2 separate regions of the Gossypium hirsutum genome follow, and region 2 is linked to region 1. A link is a contact called in public Hi-C data. All regions are on one chromosome and are shown on one strand. The core of a region is the stretch at or near the end of the contact, and the rest is flanking DNA. Distances in the headings are between cores, read along the strand shown.

The links. Hi-C and Micro-C count contacts between places; a contact is called where the count stands out from the background.
Region 2: a Hi-C map of leaf shows a contact between it and region 1, with 2.8 times the contacts expected there. The contact joins the enhancer-like site here to the promoter of LOC107918464 in region 1. A contact is called at or near these places in 7 of 34 Hi-C or Micro-C datasets (anther, hypocotyl, leaf and 1 more).

Annotation. Positions count from the first base shown.
Region 1 is chrD13:50,932,070-50,935,435 of Gossypium_hirsutum_v2.1, forward strand. It overlaps LOC107918464 (protein NDR1), which reads left to right and starts at 1,607. Exons shown (of 1, transcript XM_016848036.2): 1 at 1,607-2,555. The coding sequence starts at 1,795. The coding sequence ends at 2,412.
Region 2 is chrD13:50,968,279-50,971,596 of Gossypium_hirsutum_v2.1, forward strand. It overlaps LOC107919487 (putative multidrug resistance protein), which reads right to left. Exons shown (of 7, transcript XM_016848941.2): 7 at 2,843-3,311. The coding sequence ends at 2,936. Among protein-coding and RNA genes, the nearest start is that of LOC107919487, 5.7 kb to the right of the region's middle. Within about 2 kb of position 2,028, at least 9 of the 9 cell types and tissues checked have an H3K27ac peak or open chromatin away from gene starts, as enhancers often do. A contact at or near this core is called in hypocotyl and leaf, where this site is marked.

The sequences.
Region 1 (3,366 bases), core at 357-2,856:
AAAATTGAACAAAATCACAAATATCGATTGCATCCAGCAATCCATTGTCCATCTTGCTTATATGCCACCCCTCCGGCAGCAGCCCACCCTGCATTCAACATAACGACACCATCAGTAAATAAATGAATCCAATTGCCTATTGGATCAGGATTGCGATCAAATTTGTGCAGTCCAAAAGAGTATTGCTTAAGCACTCCAAAGTATTGTTTGGCCCAACTTAACGAAGACTTCATGGTCTCAACAGAGTTCCATGATATATTTTGAAAGATAAAGAGATTCTTATTTTTCCATATGCGCCTAGTGATTAAATCGAATAAATCGAACCAACGAACCCCTACATTAGGCAACCAAGTTGAAGAGCCCAAATTGATTTCCATCCACTCGAAGAGATTACTAGAAAAAACCAATTTTGCATACTAGCAGGGACAACCATTTTAAATACATGATTTAAAGAGAAAATGTAAAAAAAAAAACTTCTTAAAGGGGTTATTTTTAGATATTAAATGAAACTTTAGATAAACTTACAAAATAACTAGTTTAATATTTTTTTTAAGAAAATACAACCAAATTATGTATAGATTAAATATAATTTAACAGATATCAATTAACAAGGTTGCCAATTAGACTTTATTTATTAAATTTAAAAAATAGATGGACTAAAAGTAAGTAAAAAGATTAAAATTTTAAAATTAAGTCAATAGACTAAATTTTAAAAGATTGAAAAGTATAAGGGATTGATAGATAAATACTTTTTTCTCTCTTTCATCCCTCCCAGCTTCAGCCCAAATGGAAGGGAAAAAAAGAAAGCTGCTAGCTTGTCATGATTAAAACCCCACACTTGTACAGTACTCTATGTTTCTTCTTTTTATAGATAGATTAGGTTGATGGGACAAATATGAGTTAAACAACTTACTTTTAAAATCAAAATTTCTTTTTTTGAAGCTTATGTTTATTTTAGTGTATATATATGATTTTTTTAACAATTTTTTTTATATTTTTTTATTATATCTGTTTTTTATACATAATATTTAGAATTACTCATAATCTCTCTTTAATTCATAAATAAAAGGATAATACACTTCAGCGCACTCAAACTCACATTCTTCTACAATAGCAACAATAATTATGTAAATCAAACTAAAACTGAATTTACTTGACTTGTTGTTTTTAAATGACATAACATCCTATAAAATTTGAATTTCATGCAATATTTTACTTACAATGCAAAACATAGATTTACAAAAACGATCTCACAATTTTATAAAATTACTGATGACTTACATTTACAACGATAGTGTCAATTAAAGTGATATACAATACACCTCAAATTACGGTAAGGCAAGGTCTTTGCCTACGCAAAATGAAAAATTGTTGTTTTAAAAAGATAAAATTACATATTAATGTTTTAAAATTTAAAATTCAATTTTAATTTTTTTAAAATTAAAAAGGTTTATTAAAAAAATAAAAAAAATTCACAAATATCCATATTTGATTCAGGTGTAATGGGATTAGTCAAGTATAGGGTTTGGGTAAGCTGGTAGCTGGGCCCATATGAAATTATTCAGCTATTATTTTATATCAAGTGAAGTCTTTTATTAATGGCACCACTATATCTTATTCACAATAAAAACAACTTTATTACATTATTATTTTAAAATAGAAGTTAGCTAATAATTCTTTATATGCTGTGCTTTTCAAAGCCAACATGTTCTTGGCCCTTCATTTTCCATCTTTGCCTTTCTTCTGAATCTCATCTTTTGCAAAACTTCACCGATTTCCAGCCGCCGGAAAAACATGTCGGCTTCCCGTAACCAAGGAGGCTGTGGATGTTGTGGCGGCATTTTTAGTTTGGGGATGTCGGCACTTTTCATGTGGCTATGGATACATACTTCAAACCCCAAATGTTCCATTCAAACTCTATCCTTGCCTTCCCTTAGCAGCGCCTCGAACCTCACAGCTGACCCTACCTTTAGCCTCACGCTAAGGTTAGTCAACCCCAACCAGCTCAAAGGGATCAAGTATGATCCTTTGAACGTCACGGTTTATGACTTTCCAAACAAAAGTAATGTCATAGGTAACATTTTGATGCCAGGGTTTTACCAGGGTTACAGAAAGAAGGCTACAAAGCCTGGTCAAGGCACCGCTAACACCACGGTGGCTTTACGAGCGGTGTCGGAGAACGGAACAGGAGTTTTCCGGGTTGATATGGCGACGGCGGTGAAGTTTAAGACCTTGTATGGTTATTCGAAGAGGCATCAGATTAGGATTGGAGCAGATGTGGTGGTCAACGCTAGTGGTGTTAAGGTCGATCGTAAAGGGATCAGGCTTAGATCTATGGCACCCAAGATGGGAAATTCTTGTGTGGTGCTGCTTGGAGCTTTGTTCAATTTCTTGCTCTTCGCTTTTGCTTGATTTATGGTGAGTTGTTTTTCATGGTTTTAGCATATTTTTAGATGCTTTGTTGTAGCTGAGAAAAAGAGAAAGAAAATGGTGATGTTAACGGCTTTAACTTAATTGAATTATTTGTATCAAATGGTAATTGTATTTCTATCCCATTTTCATACCCCAGTCATTAATTTCATTACCCCGAACTTCAAACAAAACCATAACAAACATACAGTATTGAACAAATATGAACATTAACAGCATCTACCCTATTAATTTGCTTTCCCATCAACCTAATCTGAACAGTGTGTTTAATTTTCACTAGAAAGAGGCTTCCCAAAATACCTCTCATTCCTCTCTCACTGAATTGAATGAATATATGCAATCTAAGCACAACAACAATAAGGGACTTGCCTTTGAGCTTAGAGGCAGCCCAAGCTAACTCCTGATCCCAAGTTCCAACAGCTTTGTTAATATTACAAAGCTGCAATACCATCTCCCAAACCTTCTTACAGAAATCACATTAAAAAAAAAAAATGGTTTCTAGTTTCAGCAATCCTAGAACAAAGCAAAGCAACGCCCATCAACATTGAGACCAAAGGAACTTAAACGATCCCTGGTAGGCAACCAATTCAAATCTGCCATCCAAGCAACAATAGAATGCTTAGGAATGTGCAAAGAGAACCAAAACAATCGATGCCAGCACACTTTCCTCCCCTTATCTCTAATATCCTCCCACAGCCTTGCAGAAGCAATCTTACTGCTAATAGGAATTCTTTGCACACTACCAGCAGCAAGCTCCTTCAACTTAAGCATTCTTCTCTAGTTCCAGCTACTTGTAAAATTAGAAGCAACATCCCAAAAGCTCCTCCCCTTCATAACATACTCTTTATTCCAAGCAATCGAAAGAGAACCTTCCTCTGCAAGGATACTTCGAATATGCTGCAAAGTGCAAACATTATTCCATACTTCAAGATCCCT
Region 2 (3,318 bases), core at 778-3,277, 37 kb after region 1:
GAGGGCTTGCAAATCTGGTGGCAATTGAACTGGCAGCATCTTGAGGGCAGTCTGATAACAAGAAGTCAATAACATAGGGTATGGACCATTACCTACCAGACTTAAACATTTGGATAGTTGACTACTAGGAACAATGTGTAATGAACCTGGCACTATGCCTTAGAGAATGCAACTTTGCCCCATATGATTAAACTGCATAGTCAGATTGGAGAAATTCCATTCAATAGGACCAAGAGATAATAACCAGTGAATGCCAAGCACCAAATCAAATCCCTTCACTGATATTATTAAGAAATTAGTAGTGAAACTATAACCCTGTGCTTCCCAAGAAACTGATCTACATAAACATTGAGTTGATAATCGAACCCCATTTACCACCATCACTCTCAATGTACTCCTCGATTCCACTGCCAAATTCAATCTTTTAGCCACGTTAAAATCTATAAAATTATGTGTGCTGCCTGATTCCACTAATACAACCACCTTAGTTTGACCAATTATAGCTGAAAATCTCATAGTATTATGTCCCTGCAATCTTTGGAGAGCATGCAATGATAACACAGGAGTAGGAATTTCTAGAACTTGATCTACTAGATCCAATTGCTCAGAATAATCTTGAGACTCTTCAGAAGTTGGACTCTTCATGTCAGAATCCTGTTCCCATAATGGCTCACTAATAAGCTGATACAATTGAGACTTGGAACATTTATGACCTGGTGAGTACTTTGAGCCACACCAGAAACAGAGGCCCTTCTTCCTTCTATCCTCCAACACTGCTTAAGCTAAAGACTTTGGGGGAGTTATTTGTCCTGAATTACTACTTGTCGTTCCCCCTACTATTGCTGAGCTCTCAATTCCTTGATGCATTTTAGAGATAGGGAATAAAGGTCTAAAAGAACTAACTTCACAACCAGCAATTAACCCTTTCCTTATTGGTCCTAACACAATATTCTCGACCTACCTAGCCAAATTATAACCCTCCACCAATGTTTGAGGCTTAAATAACCGAAGGTACTGACCTATCTCAGGTTTCAAATTACTAATAAATATGCTTAGTGCATAGGTCTCTGGAAATTTTAATTGATTCAACAAGCTCAGAAATCCATCATGGAACTGATCAATAGATCCGTGTTGCTTAAGAGTTACCAACTCAGCCATGGGATCAAAGAGAGAATCAAATCCAAAACGTTCCTTTAGTCCCCTAGCATATACCTCCCAAGACAACTAGTGCAACCCTCCATGTCTGTGCATAAAAAAGTGATGCCAGTCTAATGTATTTCCCTCTAGATGTAACATAACTACCCAAACCTTTAGCCTCAAAATATTGTTCTAACTTAGACCACCACCCTCTAAAATTTCCACCATCAAAGTGAGGACAGTCTACTCGAAAAGAAGTATTCACAGTTTCCAAACTCCCTCCTCGCGAAGACACACCCGAATGTCCTAGATCTGGCATAGGAGACACTACTAAATGTTCCTTTGCTGGAAAATTAGGAGAAAAGCCTAAGATACCTTTTCCTTTGCTAGACATCTAGTAACTGTAACAGGAGGATTTTGTCCAAAATATTGTTCAAACAAAGAATAGAGCTCAGAACGAAGTTGAGATCGTACCTTTGAACGAACCTCAGATTTAATTCCTTCCTAAAAATCCTTCAAACGTGCGTCAATCCTTACATCTAACTGTGTGAATTCGACTTGTAGTTGAGTAAGCTCACCTTGCATCATTCCCAATTATTTTTGGTCACACCCTCCGCGGCAATGAGAATCAACAAAGTTCTGATACCTTTGTCACGTAACGGATCTGGAAACAGTAAAAGAACAGAAAAGAAAAAGAAAAGGAAAAAGATCGAGAGAGAAGAAGAAGAGAGTACTGAAGAATTTTGATTTTAAATTTCATAACTATTTTTCTCTTAGTTACTAGTATTTAAGGAAACTAAATAAAGGACTAACAAATAACAGTAACAATAGCCTAAACCATACCGTTTCAATAAACAATGTTTCTTGCAAAACGAATCATTTAAGTTAATGCTAATCTATTGGTCAAAACGCACCGTATAACTAGAACAGCAATAAGAATTAAAACGCAGCATTCCAAAGAGACGAAGTAACAGCAATAACAAAAATATGAAAATGACTGTTGGAGCCATTCCATAACAAACATGAGAAAGTTGAATCCAAACAGACATTTTATTCAAATTAAACTCTAATTTCTGCAAATTAGGTTTCCATTTGAGCAAAATCATAGGTTTATTTTGAATATGTCAAGGGCCATACTCCAAAACTCAGTCTCGAGCTTCTGAAATAGTGAATTGAAAAATGAACAAGTTGTCTCCAGCCAATTTTACCTCCACAATCACGTTGTTTACCCCCTCTGGATCGATCCAAAATTTGGCAGCCCGCCCAAAAATTGAGCCACCAACTAAAATTGCCTCCGTCGAACTCCCTCTTCAAAGACATCACTCGGAGGCATAACAATGCTAGAGCCATCCTGAATCAACGGAGGGAAAATTTCCAAAGTTTGCTCAAGAATAGAGTCAAACAATTTCCTCCAATCAAGAGAAGACGACTGAACCATAGCAAAGAAAAAACATAGTACAAAACTCAAAATCAACCAAAAAATCAAGAGAGTTCAGATAAATCAACTAAAAAATCTAAAACAATTAAAAGAAAAGAGTCCATTTATGGGTTATTTTATCTTTTGCTTTTCTAGCTATTCGATCGGGCATCGAAAAACATTGATTTTCTGTTTGTATATGTATTATTAAAAAAATACAAAGAATTATGACATATATTAATATTGAAATGTAACTATATTTATCATTGAAGTTATAAATGTCTACATATCAAAGCAAGGCAATCAACAAAAATCCTTTGTTCACATCTACAAACTGGTGAATAACCGAATCATATTGTCTTCAACTTCAAACTTCAGGTTTTACCTATAAGGAGAACTCCCACCCTGTAGTTTTATCAACGAATAATATGCTCCACCACGGCCTAAGGAAAGCAGTTCATTATGCGAACCATGTTCCGCAACTTTCCCGTTCTTGATAATGGCGATGGTATTAGCTTTTTGAATGGTCGATAGCCGATGAGCGACCACCACGCATGTTCTGCTCACCATCATCTTCTCAAGTGCTTCTTGAACCAATTTTTCTGAGACACTATCAAGTGCACTGGTGGCTTCATCTAGCAGGAGAATTGAAGGGTTTTTTAGTATGGCTCGTGCGAGTGCGATCCGCTGTTTTTGACCCCCTGATAGTTGAACCCCTCTTTCTCCACAATTTGTGTCGTAACCATCTTTCATCCCACTGCAAA